Linked DNA regions of Danio rerio: region 2 is linked to region 1. The links are chromatin contacts, called in public Hi-C maps. All regions are on one chromosome and are shown on one strand. Each heading gives the region's core, a stretch centred on a gene start, on an enhancer-like site or on the middle of the called end of the contact. The rest is flanking DNA. Distances are from core to core; before and after follow the strand shown. Region 1 holds the start of phf2 (PHD finger protein 2). Region 2 holds the start of ece1 (endothelin converting enzyme 1).

What was found. A called contact is a pair of places that touch in the nucleus more often than the background predicts.
Region 2: a Hi-C map of an unstated tissue shows a contact between it and region 1, with 2.1 times the contacts expected there. The contact joins the promoter of ece1 here to the promoter of phf2 in region 1. A contact is called at or near these places in 1 of 18 Hi-C or Micro-C datasets (an unstated tissue) and 1 of 4 datasets of contacts at active chromatin or transcription factors (embryo).

What each region holds. Positions count from the first base shown.
Region 1 is chr11:29,797,291-29,804,286 of GRCz12tu, forward strand. phf2 (PHD finger protein 2) reads right to left here and starts at 3,225. Exons shown (of 22, transcript NM_001202418.1): 1 at 2,705-3,225. The coding sequence starts at 2,802. It also overlaps the pseudogene fam120a.
Region 2 is chr11:30,060,818-30,067,813 of GRCz12tu, forward strand. ece1 (endothelin converting enzyme 1) reads right to left here and starts at 3,559. Exons shown (of 18, transcript NM_001077792.2): 1 at 2,989-3,559. The coding sequence starts at 3,117. It overlaps LOC141376624 (a long non-coding RNA gene), which reads left to right and starts at 6,508. Exons shown (of 3, transcript XR_012387202.1): 1 at 6,508-6,996.

The DNA of each region.
Region 1 (6,996 bases), core at 1,975-4,474:
TAAATATGGTGGAAGTCAATGGCTACCGGTTTCCAACATTTTTCTCATTATATATCTTATTTTGAGTTCAACATTAAAAAGTTAAAACAGGTTTGGACAAGTGAAGGGTGTGTAAATGATGATTCAAATTTGATTTCTTTGTGAACTATCCCTTTAACTCTTTAGGTTTTGGATCTCATTGCTGCTCTGGTGTGAGGTAAAAAGTGAGGTTACTGAGTTCACGTGTCCTTGAACATCTCGTGTAATAACCCGGTAAACTGCAATCCATTTAATGCATATCCAACAACACATTCAAGTTTTGTGTATAATATTTCTTTTGGAAAACAAAGCAAGTGAATTTTAAGTACTGATTTTTTTTTTTTTTACTTACTAAGAAAATTAATGTGCATTATATCATATCGAATCCTGAATTTATTTTTAAGGATTTCATTATACTGATACTGATTTTATTTAAATATTTTTTTATTTAAGTTTTATTTTAATTTTCAACGTTATGGTCATTTTGTAGTGCGATATTTCTATATTATTTTAATAAAGTTTTTATTTACTATAATTTTAGCATTAGTTTAGTTTATTTTTAAGTGAACAAAAAAATATTTTGTAAATGTATATATGTCTGGAAAACAATTATCAAAAAGTTCCAGGTTTTCCATGCATGTTACTGATGAAAGGTTATTTCTACAAATTGACTGATGAAACAATTTGTTCAAAACATATTGGGGGGGGGGGCTCTAATAGATTAGCAGAATTCTTTACAACATAAATGGAGCTGTGTGTACTATACTCTTACCAGCAGCTGAAAGCATCAAATTAACCAAAATATTTAATAAACAAATATGCAAAGAGTAGAGGATGTGTTTAACTGTGAATGACAGCAGTGCCAGTTCTGATAAAAATCTGCTGAGATTTCCTTATAGTTCTGCAAGCCACTCTAGATATACAGTTTAAGTCAGAATTATTAGCCCCCCTGTTTATTTTTCCCCCCAATTTCTGTTTAACGGAGAGAAGAGTTTTTTTTCAGCACAATTCTAGACATAATAGTTATAATAACTCATTTCTAATTACTAATTTATTTTATGCCTGACATGATGACAGTAAATAATATTTGACTAGATATTTTTCCAAAAACTTCTATACAGTTTAAAGTGACATTTAATGGTTTAACTAGGTTAATTAATTTAACTAGGCAGGTTAGGTTAATTATGCTCTGTAGACTATCGAAAAACAATTTACCTTAATTTAAAAAAAAATCTATTGATCTATGGAAATGTGTGCATGTTTTTATTAAATAAATATCATTATAGTGTGGATATCCTATGTTTAATTTGCATATTAAGGATCTACCCTAGATAAAGAAAAAATGAGGAAATGCTATAGCATTATTTATTTTGAAGCTATTTTGAATAGTAGTCTATTAAAAACAACAGATGCTTGAGTTCAAAACCACTACAATATTAACAGCAAGAAGGCAGAAAAATATTCCTGAGAAGTAAACAGTGAAAAGGCCTTAACAGACAATAATGGGTGCTAACATCATCACACTTTAAAGGCATAACTGGTTTCTCCCTTCATCTGATCTGCGAGAATCAGTCGCCCAGCCCTCTCAATAGAGGTCAGAGAGGTTTAAAATCACTGAAGGCGGTAAAGCTCAGTCACAGCAACAGAAACAAACACAGCAGTGTCAATCCACACAATTCTTTACACATTTCAACATGCAGTAAACCGCGAACTCAGTCTGACAATGAGAACGAGACTATTTACAAGGCGTCGCGCGCGTGTTAAACAGTCACACTCTTTTAGCCAGTTGAACAACAGTCGTCCTGTAATTCTCACATCCCAGACTCCGCGAATGAACTGTAACGATCGCTGGGCTCGTTAAAGGGTTAAAATTAAACGCGCGTAAATGTATCAGTCAGTGAAGTGGAACGCTTGTTCTTTGTTTACATTCGCGGAACAGAATTAAAACGCGTTTCTGGCGCTAATTTCGCTCGCGCTCCGAAAACAAAACAATCAGCGGGGGGGAATTTCAGATCAAACCCACAAATAACAGATCGACTCCCATTATTGGATCGGGTTGAACTCATTTGCTACGACTACGCGCTGCTGTCAGCGATGCTTCGCAGCACACACATACACACAGGGCGAATAAATCTGAACTTACTGGTTTTGACCATGATGATGAATACGGTCTGTGATAATGGCTAGATGTCATACAGGTTTTAAAAAAATGTGCAGAGGGACTCTGAAATCTGCAACGTCTGGCTCATATTCAGCCTATTATTCATCTAGCAGACACCAGAACGGACAGAGACAGTTTTAACACATTTCAAAGCCAGTTTTAGCACTGATACGGAACGAATAGGGCGCATAAAGGAACGTAAAATGTGTAAAAGAAAAGCCACTCGGGTTCGCAGACACCCACTCGGCTCTCTACTACGACAGCGTCCAGTCTGAGACGCGACCGAAGCGCGCGATGCACGCATATCGAGCTCACATCGCACAAAAAAACATCGAAATGTCTTTACGAATTAGCAAATCTTTTTGTAGCGTTCACAAAAATGTGTCAACCGAGCCAGCTAAATATAACTCCGCCTTCTTCTTCAAGCGGCCCTCGCTCTTCGGAGCAATACAAAATGTGCGCACGCGAGCAAAACGCTTCCATCCAAACCCACACTTAAATAGTTGAACGAAATAATGCGGTTACCTGCCGTGAAACCAGTCTTTGCAGGCGTCGCATTCGATCATAAACTGGGTTACGTCGTAAGGTAATCTGCAGATGCAATACACGGGTACAGTCGCCATGTTAGATCAATTCACAACAACAGCCGGAGAGATGGATGGGGGCAGCAGGAACCTCCCGTAACACAAACTACAGCGATACGAAGAGCCGCGGAGCTGCTCCTGCGTCCATTCGACCGTTCCTCAGATCCGACGTTACAACGTTGCGATGTTAAAATGTTTCCCGCGCTGCATTGACGTGTTCATGCCCCCTGGTGACTATACGAGCTCCGAGACTCTCGTGAAGCCCAAGAAAATGCATCCTTTCATTGTAATATTGTTACGTCAGTCTACAAGACGGGAAAAATCGCCTCGGTCATGCTGGTCCAGATGAATGGAGCTCATTAAACGCTGCGGCTGCTTCTTAGGGTTTCCCGGGACGAGAGAAAGACGAAAATCCACCGGCAGGATCTCCAGCCGACCGTCGAAGCAGCTGCAGCAGAGTCTGTGACACGTTAATAAGGGCTCATGCGGTTATAAGGCATACGAGCGATAGGATTAAAAGCACCGAGGGCTACTTCAAAACTGGACGAGCTCTGTATTTTTAACTATAGATATATTGCAAACTAAAAGCAAAAGTGACAGAACTTATCCTGTGAAAAACTTTTAGTGCAAATATTTATTTATTTATTTTTTGAAGAAATGACATATATATATATATATATATATATATATATATATATATATATATATATATATATATATATATATATATATATATATATATTAGTAATTATTAACTAATATTAAGGAACTATTTATAAGTAATATATATATATATATATATATATATATATATATATATATATATATATATATATGAAAAACGTTTAGTGCATACTGTATAATTATTTTTTTATAGAATAAATGACTTAAGCAATATATATATATATATATATATATATATATATATATATATATATATATATATATATATATATATATATATAAAGTAATTATTAACTATTATTAAGGAATTATTAACAAGTAATACATATAGACCACTTTGAGGAATGTAAACAATGACCCTAATGTATTTCCTGTTTACATTTTTCATTTCCATAGCTTCCAAGAATCCAAAAATAGCCACATATTGATAACTACTGCTATGGTAGTTGTTTTAACATGAAAAATGATTGCATTGCCTCTTGTTACAATTATGATATAGTATGAGAACAAGCAGGAAATGTTCGATGGCAGAGAAGATTACGACATTAAAATGGACTATAAATAGCTTATACACACACAAGAGAGAAATTACATCAGTTGCAATTATTAATAAACATATATAGATATTAAACAGAAGCTCTGAGACAAGGTAAAGCTATATAACTGCAAATGAATAGTAGATTTGGGCAATGTACCAATTACACAGTTTTGGTATTTTCCATCAGATATCACAATGATAAAGCCTTAATTTTGTTAAAGATTACCAGTTAAACAAATAGTTTGTCATATCAATACTGTATTCAATATATTCCTACTACTAATATAAAAATACTTTTTATAATATTGTATATGCCCATAAAATCATCTTAGACTTGACACAAATTTGTAAATAAAATCAATTTTATACGTTGTGCTCACAGCATGACTGCAATTAAATAATAATGCAAGTTTCTATTAGGATTTCCATATTTAATTTGGAGCATATTCACAATTATTACACTTTGAAAATTTCATTTTTATACAACAAAAAAATTGGTAAAATTGTATAATTCAGAATAAAATAGGCCGGAAATCTGACCATCAAAATTAATGTACACATACAGTGCTCAGCATATATAAGTACACCCCTTACAGCTCTCTTTTAAATTCATATTTTTAATAGGAAGTTATGCAATATTATATCAGTGCATACACATTAGATTAGTCAGTACTGAAGCCAAATCTGGAGCTAACAAAATAACTTATGATAACAGAAAAAAAACTAGTACTGCCAAAGTTATGTTATATATATAATATTTTAGCAGCGAATATTTTGCTTGAATTTAATTGCATCATATTTCAATTTCAAAATATGTTTGGTAAATAAAATATTATTTGAACAAATATATCTGTTTAATAAATCTGTTTTGTTTAAATGCACCAAAATACATTGCCTATAATGACTGATATATAGATAATAATATTCATTTTCAAAAGGGGGAGTCCTCAATTATGCTGAGCTCTGTAAATACAAATACGTGTATGTGTGTGTTAAAAAAACTAGTTAGATGAAAATGAAAGAAATCAAGTCACCTGGGTTCATAAAGTTCACTTGGTTTTCTGAAACATGACTGCAAATTTGACCTGTTGGTGGTGCTAGACCGTCTAATATGGAGTCATTACACTTACTCTATCAGTGCTAAATGTCATAACTTTTCATGGTTCTCTAGGCTGCAACAGTCACATTCACAGTCAGAAACAGAGGAAGATGAAACTATCAGTTTGCGTAGAAGTTAATAGTGAAGTAAAACAAGTTGAGTATTACCACACACTAAATGTTCTGTTTTTAGAATATTGCTGATTATAGAATACTGAGTTTATGACTAATGAACATGACTTGACAGTTTATTCTCCAGGGAACCTTTATCGTAACACTGTGTGATCTTCAAAATAAATCTGACGTGACAGCAAGAGCATCTTGTAAACAGAGTAAAGCTAGAGATCATCAACCCATAAAAGCAGACATACACAGAGAATTATTCTAAAAGAATAAAGATTTTTATTAAGCATTGTAAGTTGCATTCAATTTCCTTCGAAATACATCACACCACAACCTATCAACAATCACTCAAACCCAACAGTAGTTCATTCTTTAACAACCCATGAGTTAGAAAGAAACTCCGATCAACTTACATCAAGGTAACCTACTTAGACTTGCGGCAGGGGACTGAGGGGAATACACCATATTTCTGATCACTAATGTGCAATGAAAAGCATCAGGAGGATTAGATGGAGAAGTAATGATTCTCGTTTAGAAGTACGTTTATTTACGTTTTAAAGTAAACATCAAGTGTACTTGCTTAGGCTAAACTCTCAAATGGGAGGGTCGAATGTTTCGCAAAAACTTGTATCGAGCTAAGAAAAGGGGGAGAATTTATCAAGATCAAAGCCATTTTTTCTCAAACATTTTGTTTTTTCAGAGATGATCTGCTAGTATGAATGCGGAAAACAGCAACAGAGAACAGTAATGTATACAGTGATGAGTACAGCAGGATTAACAATATTTAAAGTGGCTAGATAATGTTGGAGTAAATACAACAGAGGTCAATAAATCACAAAAATAATCAACTTAAGGTTAGAGCAAATCAGTTACTGACTAACAGTTAACACCTTTTATAGGACTATTACTGATTATCAGCCTTTATTTTTTCAATTTTGCAGATGGGCACAGTATTTGTAATGAAGAAATAGGACAACATGCATTATAACTATACACCATTTTGTTTGTTTAAAACTTTTAATCGTGAGCCATGCAGAAAGTTTAGCTGAGACAGTTGTACTAATGTGCTACGGCTGATTCAAGAAACCACGGTAATCGCTGATCACTGATGCATGGCGTTTTCTGACACGGAAAAAAGAGACGTCGGTGCTTTTCAAGAGCTTGTGAGGTTTTAAACCGTTTCTTTGACGCATTAACCGCTATCGTATGACATCGAAATCATCAGAACGCAAGATGCAGTAGTATTAACACTAGTTACTCAATGTCAAAACAACCGCACATTTGAAACAGGAGTAAACTCACAACGCTGACACGTGAGAAATGTGTTCTCTTTTTCAAATCGTGAGCTTTACGTTTTCAAACCATAAGATTAAAAGCATTTACTGTGACGATACAAACTCAATTACAATGGCAAATATATATATATATGGTACTTGAATCTCAACGTACTAAAACTAAAAGACTGGCAAAGGAAAATCAGTTATTTCAGTTTCTCTATTTCATCGTCAAAGTAAAATAATTTCATGTAACCAGTTCTGAAACGTCGACCAGGGAGAACACAGTCTATCATCATCATGAAACTGCTATGAATCTCCATTTTTTTGACTTGTATATCTATGTTTTACCGAGAGGTTTTCTCATCATTGCTTGTGGTTTAAACTCGTTGACATCGAAGAGGGATTTCAAAGATTCCCAAGTCCTCGTTTTTCACTTTGGAGAGGAAAAAATGTGCACCAACTGTAGGCCTTCCATCCTTCCAAATATTCCTTAACGCTTCACCATCTATCACC
Region 2 (6,996 bases), core at 2,309-4,808, 260 kb after region 1:
AATCATTAATTTAGTTTTGCCTCTACTTTTTTTTGTCCAAAATTCTGAAAGCTGGGTGGCATGGTGACTTGGGTGGTGGTTAGCATTGTGGCATCACAGCAAGAAGGTCACTGATTCGAGTCCGTGTCGGTTGGCATTTCTGTTTGGAGTTTGTATGTTCTCGCCGTATTTGTGTGGGTTTCCTCCGCATACTCTAGATTCCCCCACAATCCAAAGACATGCGGTTTTGGTGAATTGAGTAGGTTAAACTGGCTTAATGAATGTGAAGTATGGGTGTTTCCCAATACTGGGTTGCGGTTAGAAGGGCATCTGCTGCACAAAAAATGTGCCAGAACAGTTGGCAGTTCATTCCCCTGTGGCGACCTCTGAAATAGAGACTAAGCTGAAGAAAAATGAATGAATGAAGTCCCAAATGCCAATAACTTTGTATAAAATCATAGAGGATCAGTTTCAGGTAGCTAAAATCTCAGTTAAAATTTAAACACTTTAAGCTTTAAACATTTCCCCTGATGACTTCTCTTTTGCTTTCAATTCTCTACCCATTAAACAAGTCTTGTGCATTTCATAGTTGATCAGCTCTTTGCATAAGAAGTGCAGGAGAAACTAAAGTAATGATTTCTGTAACTCAAATCAGATTAAGTCCTGCTGAGCTCACAGAGTTGAAAAGTCTCCTCTAGTGGCCAGGTGCCCAGCTGTGCAATTACTCAGCTTAGTTTGGATGTGTGCCGGGTGACTTGTGTTTGTGTGTGTTGTGTGGCTTCAATGAGCCCTAATGCCAAACCCAGAGCTCTCGAAGGTCAACGAGAGCGGAGGGATAAAGTAAAACAAAGAGAGGGAGATGGTTTCAATTAGCCATCCCAGAACATTGAATTCTCCACATGTCATCCAGAGAAAATATTATAGGAAAGGTTAAATACTCTAAAGTTCTACTTCTCATTGACCGAAATAAAAACAAATTGACAACAAATGTGGAGTATGGGAAAAAGACTAAATGAAAGAGGGTACATATATATATTGATTATTACAAGGTATAGAGGTACTTTATCTAATACAATTTCCGGTGTTTAAAGGAATTAATGTCCACTGAAATGGGCTAGCTGATTTTACAGAGCAGAGATCAAAGAATCTAATTTCCTATATAAACATTTGCCAGTTTTATGCAAATTAGCAGCAACAGAAAGAGTCTGGCAAAAAATAATGCTTAAGCAGGTAATACAACGTGTTGACTTAATGTTTTAATTTAAGTCAAATAAATGGATCAATGTGACTTAATTTAACTACTACTAAAAGGTAACAAATGCCTGATCAGGGTGGAAGTAGATCAGTCAAACTGTACAGTTTTAATCCTACAGTGTACTTTATTTGAAAAAAAGAATACACTGCTATTTGTCAAATGTATGGAGTATGTTATTTTAATGCTATTTTATTCAACATGGATGCATTAAAATCATTAAAAATATTAGCAAAAATTTATTATAAAATCAATAAATGAATATAAAAATAAACAAAGAACAAGTTATAATATTATTACAATTTAAATAATAATAATTACTTTGCAGCAAATCAGCATTTTAGAATGATTTATTAAAGGATTATATTACTTTATAATACCATTGAAATAATAGAACTGTTTCACTAACAAAAATGCATTTTTAAATATATTAAAATAAAGAAAATATATTTTATTTTGTTTCACAATTTTATTACTTATCACTGAATTCTGGATTAAATGAATGCCTTGGGGCTGTATTTTAACGATCTAGACACATAGTCTAAAGCTCACGGCACAAATGCATTACGGGCATGTCCAAATCTGATTTTTTTTTCTGAGTTATGAGTGTGTTTTGAGCATAACGTGCATTAAACCAGTGAGAGTGTCATCTACCGTACCTTTTTAAAAATCAGTTGCGTCGCGCCATGGAGCATTTGTTATTTACATGGCCCACTTTGTACGTGGAAAAACTGAAAGCTTCACTAATGAGAAAACAGTTAAACAGACCATGTGCAGTGCGAGGATAAAGAACGAGCCTCCTCCATTGGCCTCTTTACTTTGTCTTTACTTTCGCGGATGAGGAAACGGTGTTGTACGCACTCCACTGAAGTTATCCATTAGTCTACATAGCTAATTTCAATGAAGATTTGTTTCAAAACGGTTTCTAAATTCACTTTTAATTTCTAGCAAAAGTTTGACCAACAAAATGTGGTCAAACAACTAAGTTTTATCCGAACACACGTTCTATTCTTATGCCCCATATGGTGATGCATATGTCTCCAAACCCAACAGGTGAACAAATCTAAACTTGTTTTTTTATTTAAACAAATATGCATATAATAAATGATTCTACTAATAATAATAACATTATACAAATCCAAACAAAATAATAATATTTGTAAATTTTAACCCTTAAATTGTTTTCATATGTAAAGATATGTGTATTTCTGTACATACTGTGTGTATTAAGCAATGTGTAAGCATTTGGACCTGCATAGGCACATAACTAACATGCTCTGCGCTGGACTTTAGACCAGCTTTGAGGTGGTCAGTGGTGCAGTCTATTTCAGTTTCTTAAAATAGCAACACGCCAATAATGTGCCTTAACACACCTCCTTTTTAGACTAGCACAGCCATGAGTCCACAAAGTAGCGCAAATGAATATGCTATTAAAAGAACATGGTGCTAAATGTAAAAATGTATGTCCAAAATGTCAGTTCTAAGTTTTTTCTTTCTCCCACGATCATGATCCTTAAAGAAATAACTAAACTAACACTGCACCTACTAAAAGTAAACAGAAGTGTCAGACATATTAAAACAACTTGAACTGCGCTAAAACACGGAGGACGTTTGAAAGAAGGAGCATGAGGAAGTAACTTGGCACAGTGTTCTGGAACCATTTAATGTCTTATTTGGTTAAGAGATCCACAATACTGCTCTACACCTCAATTACAGAAATACTTTAAAGAAATATAGCCAAAGAAAAGAGTTCTCACCTGCATGCTAGAGGTGTGGTAGATCCCATCAGAACCGGTGTCCAACAGCTCCTCTTCCTCCAGCGTGGCCCGTTTATAAGTAGACATCTGAAAGGTCAAATGAAGAATAGATTCCCTTAGTGACTCCATAACTAAACCAAATCTCCTCTCCCAGGCATGTTTCACCAGCTTTTGGGAAGAATTTTCCTCTGGATTGCTATAAGGAGAAGGTGGTGAAGTTTAGATTTCCCCAAGGAGACACTCGGCTCAGCGTTTCAGTGAATGGGGTTTTCTCTTTCACCTCCTCCCAAGCCAAATTTTCCAACCCCCCCTCACCAATGTCAGCTACACCAAGGAAATAAGCTCCAAAGCATGGTCAGCTCGGTCTTCACAACAAACATGAGCTGGGAGGCGTTTAAAAGTGCTCTTCTTTCCAGCTCTCCTTGTTAGGAATCTCAAACAAGGGATTCCTGGGAAGCTTGAACTTTTTCCAGTGTGAGGCGACAAACACTAGCGTCAGTAAAAAGGCAGGAACTTGTGAAAAACAGGAAGGAGAGAGGACTTGAGGAACATACGTGAGGGTGTGTGTACATGTAGGAGAGAATGTGTGCATTCCACAATGGGCTTTCATTTAGGGCTGGGAGGGACCTGCTCGAGGTGAAGTCCCACCCATTCAGTTTTACCATTGGAGGATTCCTGAGCAGAGGGAGGGACTTGGGTGAGGCCACTCCCATTGCATGTTTTTAGCTGCCTTTAATAGTCACCTTATAGGTATGGCAGTGAGGCATTGCTGTTCCTGTCTGAACTTATAAAATACATGTTCAGTATAGGTTTTTAATTGCATATACTAATATTTGATGATACATTTGTTATGAAAAAAAGACAATTAAATTTAAAAGAGCACATTTACGTTAAAGAACTTTACGCATTTAGTTTTATTAGATGTTAATTGTTTTATAGTATAAATTTGAATGTAATATTTATTTTAGTACAAAATAATTAAAAATTAGAAAAATAAAATAAAATTATTTTAAATAAAAATTTAATAAAATAAATAAATAAATAAAAATAAATAAAATGAATGAAAAATGAATAATAAAATAACAAAAAAATAAATGAAAAAATGAATGATAAAATAAAAAAGTAAATAAAAATAATTTAATAAATAAAAATATAAAAAAATAAAAATAATAAAATAAAGAAAAAATGAATAAAAATAAAGTAAAATATGAATATTAAAATAAATAAAAAATGATTACAAATTATTAATAAAATAAATATAAAATAAAAATGAATTAAAAAAATTTATAAAAAATGAATAAAAATAAATAAATGAAAAATATTACAATTAGAAATAAATAAAAATATTAAAAACAAAAAAATAAATAACAAAAGAATATATAAATATATGACAATTAATCAAGTTTGTTTTGACATAATATGTGTGTACTTTGTTATTATAAATACAGACATGCATGCCCAAATTTAAGAAAATGTTTATTTATATTTCAATATAAAATATATGTGTAAACAATGTTTCTATGTATGAGTGTTTCTCAAGATTTCTCAAGTAATATTTAACAAACCAAGACTTTTTTACAGTATTTCACAATTTTATTTATTTGCTTAGTTTGGCTAGAATGAAATCCATTTTAAATAAAATAATAATAATAATAATAATAATAATAATAATAATAATAATAATGATTATAATAATAATGATAATAATAATGATAAAAATAATAATAATAATTACAACAACAACAACAACAACAACAACTCAAATATTATTTATACAATTGTATTAATATACAATATTATTAGCTTCCTTAAATGTCTAAATGGCAATTAAAGCTCAATACTAATATCTTGCAAATAAGAAAAACATAATGCACTGTCATCATGGCAAAGACAAAACACTAAAAAATAAAAAATTTTAAATACTATGTTTAAATGTGTTGGAGAAAAAATATTTTTAAAATCTTTACATTTTCAGAGAAGGCTAATGATTTTTTTTTGACTTTTTATACTTTCTATTTAATAGCAAAGTAATATTTGATAAATATTAGGATATAATGACAACAAAGGCAAAGGCACTGAGGAAATGTAGTAAATCCTTCACTAACAGCACATTCTCCTTTAATGTTAAAGCCAGCTGTCTATCAATAGGCCTCTCTGGCATCTGAACAGTTCGAGTCAGACGTGACACTCAAAGTCCAGACAAATATATTCACTTCTTCAAGCCAAACCACGTTTCAACCGCAAAAAACAGTTCAGACTCACCAAAGAACTTCGAAATATTAGCCACAACATGACCAGTAGAAACATATTCCCACTCAGGGCTGCAGAGTTTAATGTAGCGCATTGAATTGTCTGGCCAGACGTACTTCTTAACAACCTTGGCAGGGTAAATCCCTGTCATCTGATGACCCTGGCATGAGGGTACTAACGAAAGAGTTGAATTTCATCCAACTTTTGAAGCACGAAGGCATTCACAGAAAATATTTTGCGGTCTGTTGTGTAGTATCACTCGGAAACTGAGATTATCCAACTATCCAAGAGCAAACATCAATTACGCCTCCCCCTTACCCATATATAAAGCAACAAAAATATAACAAGAAAAATCCTTTACAAATAAAAAAAATAAAAAAATAAAAAAATGAAAATAAAATAAAAATCTAAACAAAATTAATTAATTAAAAATATGTAAATCAGTCAATAGGTGAGGCAGTGGCGCAGTAGTGCTGTCGCCTCACAGCAAAAAGGTCGCTGGTTCGAGCCTTGGCTGGGTCAGTTGGCGTTTCTGTGTGGAGTTTGCATGTTCTCCCTGCGTTCGCGTGGGTTTCCTCCGGGTACTCCGGTTTCCCCCACAGTCCAAAGACATGTGGTACAGGTGAATTGGGTAGGCTAAATTGTCTGTAGTGTACGAGTGTGAACGAGTGTGTGTGTGGATGTTTTCCAGAGATGGGTTGCGGCTGGAAGGGCATCCTCTGCGTAAAAACGTGCTGGATAAGTTGGCGGTTCATTCCGGTGTGGCGACCCCAGATTAATAGCCGAAAAGAAAAGGATATTTAATACAATATCAAATAATAAAAGCAAATAATTAATAAAAATTGTATTTATTTAAATAAAACAAAATTAAAATAATTTTAATCATTTTTAAATCTTATTTCCACTTTTCTAATCTCTTTGAAAGGCTAAGCGTGATGAATGCAATCTAAACAACCATGTAAGATTGACAATTATTTCTGCCAAAAAAAAAAAAAAGTAAAATCTAAATGTCACTTCCTGAGTTTTATTGGATGCTCCATTACATATACACAGTTAAAATTACAAAAGGTTATGACGACAATTGTTTTTATGTTACTTTAACTTTTCTTAATAGGTTAAGCAGGTTTTCACTACATTTTTAAAGGGATTGTGCAGAGTGTATTTTTAAGGCTTGGTTGGGTTTATAAGATGCAAAGCAATGTGTGCTCATGCTTTACTTGTAGAAAATAATGTTTTTTATATTTTAATGTTATTTATATATTTTACTTTAGTTATATACAGCTACTCAGCTAACATGAAAACAACTGTCTTATTTCCTAGTTCTTCCGAAAGTTCACTCTCAAGAGGCTCTGATTGGCCTGCTAACAAAAAGTGCTGTGATTCACAGATCTGCTCTACGTCACCAGGAAAAGCGTCACGCCCCTACAAAGTACTGTCAGTCAGAGTAGCTGTTAGCTGTATCAGTTTGAGCCTGAAACAGACTAATAATGAGAAGCACACAGCTGAACCTCAGGCCTGCACTCCAAAATAAAATCTGACAAGTGTCTTTTACATTTGTTCAGAATAAGCATGTGTAAGTAAGATGAAACTTTCACATATTTTTTGCAAGTTGGTTATTTGAGATGTAGAACGCAGGAAAAGTGGCTGCATAGAGAGACAATGCAGCACTGGTGAAGATTGTGGGTGGCACACAACACAATCAGTGGTTTGACGAATAAATATGAATTTGTAGCTAAATTGTTAACAGTGCCAAACAGC